Linked DNA regions of Mus musculus: region 1 is linked to region 2. Evidence: chromatin contacts called from public capture Hi-C data. All regions are on one chromosome and are shown on one strand. Each heading gives the region's core, a stretch centred on a gene start, on an enhancer-like site or on the middle of the called end of the contact. The rest is flanking DNA. Distances are from core to core; before and after follow the strand shown.

Region 1 (4,167 bases), core at 381-2,880, 240 kb after region 2:
TGCACTGGCCATGTTCCTGCAATAGGAGCTTTGCTAGGTGCTGGCTGGGAGAGCTACCACATACAACAGGATGCTCTCTTCCCAGGGTTCCCAGCTTGGCGTAAAGAGCTGACCTGTGCACACAGTGAGGAGTCTGTTGGAGTGTGTACAGTGTGTCACAAGGGCCTATGACACAGTGTGCTGTTGGCCTGCTCAGGCTGCTGCCTCAAATCACTCTCAGCTCAGAGGCTGGAATGCTGAAATTCTTGGGCCATGCTAGAGTTATCGTACCAGTGCTTTATCTTACAGATGGCCTGTCTTAGAGGTGTGCCTTCTGGACATGTCCTCACCCCCTCCCTTCTTCCCCCCTCTTTCCTCTTGTCCCTTTCTCTCACCACTCCCATTGGATTAGGACTCTACCTTATGGTCGTATTGGTAACAGATTTCATCTGAATCGTAATCCAAAAGCTCCATCAGATGCAGTCATGTTAGCCTAAAGACCTCACTCAGCATGAGAGTCTCAGGGAATCTTGAGCCCATGGTACTGGCCAGAGGGAGCCATAGCTTAATGCTAGACATGAACACACATTATCCCAGGAGAGAGGAGGGAGATGGGGCAGCTCGGGTGTGTACAGAGAGCCCAGAGGAAGAGGGAGCAGGCTATGTGTGGAGAAAGTGTAAGAACTGGGGTGTCCTTGAGTGAGATTTGTTCTGTTAGAGAGATGGGACCAGTCCTGCCCAGATCCAAGGCAAGCCAGTGGGAAGAGGTGGCCTCTGGTGGATCCCAAGTGTACTGAAGGGTCTGTGGGTGGTAGTGTCAACAAGAAGACTGGGGTGGGGGTGGATTTAATCAAGGCCAGATAAAGAGGAGCAGAGGACTCTTCACGGACATGGTTCCCGAGTGACCACCCAAGGCAGGGCACAGTTAATGCTGCCATTGGGGTGACATCATCCTGTTGATGTGAACGAATCTAGAGATTTAAAAAAAAATGAATCTCAATGTTTTAGTCGTTGCATTTGAAGCATTTTGATGTGTTCTCAGTGCCTGACTTGTGCAAGTTTTATCCCCAGTGCCAGGGCGGAAGCCCTTTCTCACTGAAGCCTACGGTGGCTGGAAATAAGGCCAGGTGAGGTGAGCTGGAGGGTCGGCCTCTCACCTCTACCCTTTTCTCCTCCACAGATTATGACTCTGATGCCATGAGCAGTTCCTATGAGTCATATGATGAAGAGGAAGAGGACGGGAAGGGGAAGAAAACTCGGCATCAGTGGCCGTCAGAGGAGGCCTCTATGGACCTGGTGAAAGACGCCAAGATCTGTGCCTTCCTGCTGCGCAAGAAACGCTTTGGCCAGTGGACCAAGCTGCTCTGCGTCATCAAAGACACCAAGCTGCTGGTGAGGAGCCCAGTGGGGCTGTGCCGCCATTGGCAGTCCGAAGTACAGGACCACAACTGGTACATGCAGACGCTACCACAGGGGAGGCAAGCGACGGCCCAGCCCAGCTCAGCCCAGCCCGCTGGCACCTCTTCAGGGAGGGCTCATGGTTCCCCCACACCCAAGTCCTTCCACCCCGCGGGGCCTGTGGCTTGTGTCAGTGGAAATGAGCAGTGTTGAGACTTGCCAGAAACTGCAAGATAGACTTTCTCATTTGTAGCGAGTCAGTAAATTCCTCCCAGCCAGGTCACAGCAGAGGCCGGAGCCTGTGGAGGCGCCTAGGGGAGGGCAGAGGGAAAGGACATTCTTTTGGAAAGTCAAAAGCTTTCCAAAAAGAAGGGTGGGTTTTTTTGTTTTGTTTTGTTTTGTTTTGGAGGCAAAACAGGAAGGTGGAGTACATCCAGAAGCAGGGCGTAGAAGATTCAGGACTCTGGCTACAGGTGCTGTCCCCTTGGGGGTTCCAAGGAGAGGAGCCTTGGAGGCGGCATTCCTGCCCCCAGTCCCCCCAGCTCCCAAGGCCACTTCCGGTAAAAACCAAGGCTGGTCACTGGGTCAGGAGTTTTACTGTCTGCTTTTTGCCTTTTGTCTTTCAAATTAACCTCAGGAAGCAATTGCTCAAAAGTGAGTCCTTAAAGGAGAAAATCTGGGTTTCTCCTTTCCCCACGTGATGGAGCAGATAACACTGTAAGAGAGACCATGGCCCCCAGTGAATTATGGGAGTCTTGCTCGCATTGGCTCTTAGATCACTGGATGTGCTTCTTCTTCTTCTTCTTCTTCTTCTTCTTCTTCTTCTTCTTCTTCTTCTTCTTCTTCTTCTTCTTCTTCTTCTTTTTTTTTTTGTTCAGCCTTTTTAAACGAAGTGCATATTTTTTCCACATGTGTGGCCTGAATTTCTTCCAAATATAGAATATGCCAAAAATGATGCCATTGGGGATTTTAAAGCATGAAAAATATTAACATAGCCCTTCTTTATAATCTGATGCAATCGCTGCAAGATGGTGATATGCTATATGCAGTGATTTAAAATGTACTCCACACTCATGAGAAAGAGCCGTTTTATTTCCAGTGCAGACAGCGGGAGGGCTGATGCAGAGTCAGCAGTTTGGGGCCCAGGTTCCTGGCCCCACACCCGTTGGTCCTCTTCCTCCTCTCTTGCTTTTCTCTGCAGTGAGAGCCCTCTCCCTGCTCTATGATGGTGAGAGCTTTCATAGCTTTCATAGAGCCTACCTTTAAATTGTTGAAGGAATAAATGGAAAATGAGGGAAAACATCATGTAAGACAAAATGCAAGGTGAAACTTGGCCTTTTATTTGATTTTGGCTTTGTTATGACAGAATCTTGCTAGATAGCTCAGGTTAGCCTCAAATTCACTATGTAGCCCAGGCTAGTCTTGAGCTCTGAATCCTTTCTCTTCCATCTCCTGAATGATGAGATTATGAGCAAGTACTACACACATTTGGCTTAAAGTAGTAGTAGTAGTAATTGTTGTTTTGTTTGTTTGTTTGTTGTTGTGCTGTGTGTATGTATGTATGTATGTGTGTGTATGTATGTATGTGTGTGTGTATGTATGTATATGTATGTATGTATGTATTTTTATGTATATGTGTGTATGCATTATCTTCCTTCATAATTAACCCATGATCAACTACTCAGATGAGAGAAAGCATACTTTTCTTTCCTGGAACACCTTGCCTGGCCTCCCCCTGTGGGTGTCACGCTACCTACTCTATTGACTCCATCTCTAGACCTTTTATTTCCATGCCCAGGCAATTCCAGACCTACCCAGTCACCCCCAGACACTCTGCCCACTCACTGAAGTATCTGTCTCCTAGCTGGTGGGTATCACTGGAAGAGCCTCTCCACTGGATGGACTCTGAGGCCAAGTCACCTTTCTTCCTGGGGTCTGCCTGTACCTAGTGCTGAGGGAGTCAAGGGGCAGAGCCAGCGGGCTTCCAGCTCCAGGGCCCTGGGCTCTCTATGAATTTCGCTTGAACTGAGTCCTGCCTGGTCTTCCTTCCTCAGGCTCTTTGCAGCAGCCTTGGGGGACTCCTGTTTGGAGGTGGCCTGGGCTTGCCTCCCAGGATCTCCAGACAGTACTAGCATTCCAGGTGGTTGTGAGCCAACTGCTGTGGGTGCTGGGGACAGGGCTTAGGCTCGCTACAAGGGCAGTGCGCACTTTTAAGTGCTGAGCCATTTCTCCAGCACCAAGTGTCGTTATCATTACCTAGTCTGCCCACAGTAGCTCTATGCAGTTGCAACAGATCTAGTAACCCTTTCATGTATGTTATATTCACATGAACTGTGCTCCAATAGAACACAGGACAGATCAGTGCCTGCTCAGTCGAGTCTTAGACATTCCATATGCCTCAGCCGACTTAGCATACACCTGTGTGTGGCAGATGTGGAAGGAGTGTGGGTAGGCAGCAGACGGTGTCACACCTGTTCGCTGGCTGCTGAGCCACCCCCCCCCAAAGCCTGGCTAGCACTAGAGGTTTGGTTATGCTGGGTTTCATCATTGTTTCTGGTCGCACTTCCTCAAGGCATTAATTGGTCTGTTGTGTTCCCCGCAGTGCTATAAAAGTTCCAAGGACCAGCAGCCTCAGATGGAGCTGCCGCTGCAGGGCTGCAGTATCACATACATCCCGAGAGACAGCAAGAAGAAGAAACACGAGCTGAAAATCACCCAGCAAGGCACAGACCCTCTGGTTCTAGCTGTTCAGAGCAAGGAACAGGCTGAGCAGTGGTTGAAGGTAGGACA
Region 2 (4,345 bases), core at 236-2,735:
TCTCCAATCCCTAAATCCAACTGCTACACTCCTGTAGTAATGTACTACACTCCTGTAGTAGTGTACTATACTCCTGTAGTAGTGTACTATACTCCTATAGTAGTATAGTCAGGTCCACTGTGGGAAATCTGGGTAGTTACATCTATCTTGAAAAGGAGCCCACAGCAGTGTGGGCTGGAGCAGGGGAGGGGACTCTGCCTTCTTGGGAGGTCCACTGAAGAAGAAGTCTGGGTTCCCAAAGCTTCCAGCAGTTATAATAGGAGAGCTCCCGGCCACCCATCCCGCATCCGCCAGCATCCTGCAGAGGTGTGGCGTTTGATGGCCAGCGACCTGCTCTCCAGTGCTGCTACCTCTGTCTGGTGTTCACACCCAGTGAACCTGAGCTCACCCTCGAGACTCAGCCATAAGAAGAGGACCTGAGCCCGCAGGCAGGGGAGCACCTACCTCGTTGCTCCAGCTGTTCGCCCTCAGCTTCTTCTAACCAGTCTAGAAGGAAAGGGAAAAGGGCAACAGTCACTTCCTCTACCTGTGCCCCGTGTTCTGCCTCGTGTGGCCAGGTGAATGCAAGCTGTGTAGTCACTAGCACCTATGGTGATCAGGGCCAGAGAACCCATGTTCTCAGATGTCTCCAGGCAAGGGAGCACATGTCTACCTCGGGTGCCCCTTCCCCCGCCCCCACGCCTACTGGGGGTGCCTGTGATCATTGTCAGCTTCACAGCGAGCACAGGCACAGACGCCAAGCAGCAGAACAAACCGGCTTGAGCTCCTTTTGTAGGTTGCTTGTCACCCAGGGTGGCACTTGAACCCTCATTCCCACTTACTTGGGTGAGCACTAACTGCCTGCTGGGTTGCCATAGCTACCAAATGAGGAAAAGCACTGAAGAAGACATGCATGACAACAACGTGCAGAAGAGGAAGGGCACCACCTTTGGAAGTTCTAGGTCCTGGAATTCTAGAGGTCAAGTGCCCAGGCCAACCAACAGTCATGAAGCCAGTTCTGCCTGAGCTGGAGAAGTGAGTCTGACCAGCACAGGCAGAGGACCAGCCTCAGTGCTGGTAAAGGTGCTGTCAGATCATAATGGGGCCCCACATTTTCCTGTCCACAGAAGCTAAGGGCCCAGTGTGTCTGCATCTGGTGCTTGATGACAGGACATAGGCTCCTTCAACACCCAGAGCCTCAGGACTACTTCCTTGTGTCACCAGTCCCTGCCGTCTTTGGATTCTAAGCCAGGTTGTTGTCTGTACCCAACCCTGAGGACACAGGGTTGCCTTGCCCTGATCCCTAGTGTGGCTTTCACTGCTTCTTTGGAGGATGGCCTGAGGGAGGCTGCATAGTTGGAAAGGGAGGGGAAGAGAGGGTCCCTAGGGAGTTCAGAAAGAGCCAGAAGTATCCAGCCCACGTCCAGCTCTCTTGGGACTAAGGCAATAGTACATCAACCCAGCTCGGGCAGGGAGGGCAGAGTCTGACAGTCATGTGTGGCCTTGACCAGACTATTGGGCTCCACCCATTTGCAAAACATTTGGCCCACACCCTTTATGCCAGTTTCTGCTCTTCCAGGAATCTGCCCGGGGGAAGACTCTAGGTTAAAATGACTTAGCAGCACAATCTTGTCTCCACAGCTTACAGAGAGACCAGAGGTGCCACACTCCCTGTACCTACCCAGGCTGCATGTGGTGCACACATCTGTGCCAGATGTCCTGCTCAGGAGCCGCCGGGCATCTTCGTCTGAGAAGTGGCCCTCACTTCTGAAGAATGACCTTTCTTCCTCACTGAGGAAAATGGCACTTTCCAGGCTAGGAAGATAAAAAGCAAACCACCTTATTTAGAAGAACAAATTTTCTCAAAGCCCAGGAGGCCCAGTGTGAGTGGGCAGATGGAGTTGGGCCAAGAAAGTCATCTTTAGGTTAACCAAGTTTAGTGTCCTTCCAGGACTTTGGAACAGAGCCACAGGCCAGCTGAGTCTCCCTCCTGTGTGAGCCAGGTGGCTCGTTCCATTGCATTTCCTTGCTATCTCACGGAGGCCACGGCCCCCTGGGAGCTGTATTCTCTATCATAGGATGGAGAGACTTCTGATTCAGGGATCTTAATCAGCAGCCAATTATCTCCACAGCTCAACTTGTGGTTTTGTCTTTTTTGACAAAATTTCACAGTCAGATCTGGATCTTCTCCCCCATCAGACTGCTGGCCCCACTCAACCTCAATGAAGACACTAAACAGAAACAAAACCTGCCCTTGAGGGGACCTTTGCTGAGCCCAGAATAAGAAAGCCTGTAAACGGGCCTGAGGGAGAGCTCAGAAGTTAAGAGTACTTGTTACTGTCATAGAGGACTGAGTCTGTTTTCCAAACACAACCATCTACAACTTGAGTCCAGGGGATTCCATACCCTCTTCTGTCCTCCGCAGGCATGAAGCATCCATGTGTGTACAGAAAGACACATAGGCAGGCAAAACACTCGTACACATGAAAAAAATGACCTTTCTCTATATATATGGATGTAGAGAGATAGAGATAGAAATATTTAGATTATAAAGATCCTGGGAAGGTTGAGTGCCAGGCAGATTCTCAAAGCCCACTTGAACTCTCCCCTGTGAAACCACCATCCTTCTCACAGTACCCAACACAAGGACAGGGCTCATGTGGCCATGAAGTCAGGCAAAGGAAACAGGGAAAGGTCAGAGGCACAAAAGGAAGAAGACAGAGGAAGGAGGCGATTTTGCCTGTATGAGTAAGTCAGCAGGACACTGTGAAACTAATAAGCTTCAAAGAAAACACAGCGCAGTTTCCGGTCTCTACCCAGCGAGCCTCTGCTTCAGAAACAGAAGAGAGGAAAAGGTGACTGAAGGCTGCTAGGGTGGAACGGGTGACACAGTGAGTGTGACATGCGTGCTGGAATCATCTTTGCTTGTGAACATCGTGGTGGCAAGGTGTCTTGGTTTTTGATACCTGTCCTGTGGTTATACTTGAGATCCTGGCTTCAAGAGGCAGTTCTTCAATGGGGCAAAGGGCCTTAACTTGTATAACTTATCCTCAAAGGCTCGGAGGACAAGCACAAGGAAGAGAGAAAAAGAAGAGAAAGCAACCAAGGTGAGAAACCGTTCTCAGCCACCAGCAGGTAAGGGACAGGTTGTGGCTGTGTTCTTCTTGTTCTGTAAATCCGAGATCGCATCAAGACAGGAGAGGAACCTCTGGGCTGTTACCAAGCTGGAAGCTTCCAGGTTCAGGGCAGGAGAGACACCAGAAATACTGGAATGACAGAGAAGTAGGTACAGTCCCTTGCTGTGAAAGATGATGTCAACACCTCTAACACTCTAGGGAGACAGGGAAGAACGGACCAGATCCGTGCTCTTCCAACCCTGACTTCTGTTAAGTTTGGAACTGTTGAAGCCACAAGGACCCCCACATCTGTCAAAAGGCCCAGCAACAGAGTAAACATTCTCCTTAGAGCTGTGCTATCTCTGTAATGAGAGACCTTGAGACATAAGTCACGAGCCACTCAGCTGTTCTCAAGAAACAGCTGAGTTAATGAGGTCACCATGACGTGACACTGTGCAATACAGGAGAGCCCAGAATTCTGTCACTGGAGCTGAGTGGAGAGTCTGTGGAGGTGTCCCAAAAGGCGTGTAGACAGACTGTGCCCCCATCCTGTGTGCACACTGACATTTTGATAGAGTACCAGGAAATGCTGCTCTAAGTTTGATCAGCACACAGGTCCTGCCAGTGTCCTCCTGGTCTAAGTGACAGATGATAGGATGCTTTAAATCAGGGTACAGAAGGAAATGGACTCAGTGATGGCTGCTGCCTTAGAAACTGCATCTGAGAGTTGCATATGGCATCCAGTCCCCAGCAAACCCAGTTTGAGGAAGGCATGGCTATAGAGGGGACAGAAGCAGAGAGCATACACCTGTCTCTCCAGGCTCCTTGACTGAGGTCCTGTCAAAGGAAACCATGAGCTGACCAAGGGTGGCCTCAGCTAGACTCACTGTCCACTCCCCAAACACTCGCCACCCACCATTGCTCAAATCTGTACAGAGTTAGCCCAGAAAGGACTGGAGCACTCCCCTGGAAGTCCCCTCACCTGGAGCAGGTGCAGACAGGGTTCTCTGGGGGATAGGACAGGGACAGGGACTGGTGATTATAGGTGGGATTATAGGCTGGCAGGCCCCCCCCCCAAAGAACCTGATAACAGTGGAGTCACCCGCATCTGTTCAGAGCGGAGAAAGGGTGAGCTGCCTTGCATCTAGCCTTGGGGGGCTGATGGCAAGTGAAACCGGAGGCCATGGAGACCGGGTCCAGAGGCTTCGCAGGGCTTTATACTGAAGGGTAAACACGGAGAACCTTCAAAA

What was found. Capture Hi-C pulls out chosen DNA fragments and counts their contacts.
Region 1: a contact with region 2 is called in a capture Hi-C map of embryonic stem cells, with 2.4 times the contacts expected there. The contact joins two enhancer-like sites. A contact is called at or near these places in 2 of 115 datasets of contacts at active chromatin or transcription factors (both in embryonic stem cells) and 1 of 9 other capture datasets (embryonic stem cells).

The regions. Positions count from the first base shown.
Region 1 is chr5:35,946,876-35,951,042 of GRCm38.p6, forward strand. It overlaps Afap1 (actin filament associated protein 1), which reads left to right. Exons shown (of 17, transcript NM_027373.2): 5 at 1,160-1,371; 6 at 3,980-4,159. Among named protein-coding and RNA genes, the nearest start is that of Afap1, 56 kb to the left of the region's middle. Within about 2 kb of position 1,631, at least 58 of the 459 cell types and tissues checked have an H3K27ac peak or open chromatin away from gene starts, as enhancers often do. A contact at or near this core is called in embryonic stem cells, where this site is marked.
Region 2 is chr5:35,709,201-35,713,545 of GRCm38.p6, forward strand. It overlaps Sh3tc1 (SH3 domain and tetratricopeptide repeats 1), which reads right to left. Exons shown (of 18, transcript NM_194344.2): 10 at 1,661-1,794; 11 at 445-486. Among named protein-coding and RNA genes, the nearest start is that of Gm31888, 8.8 kb to the right of the region's middle. Within about 2 kb of position 1,486, at least 33 of the 459 cell types and tissues checked have an H3K27ac peak or open chromatin away from gene starts, as enhancers often do. A contact at or near this core is called in embryonic stem cells, where this site is marked.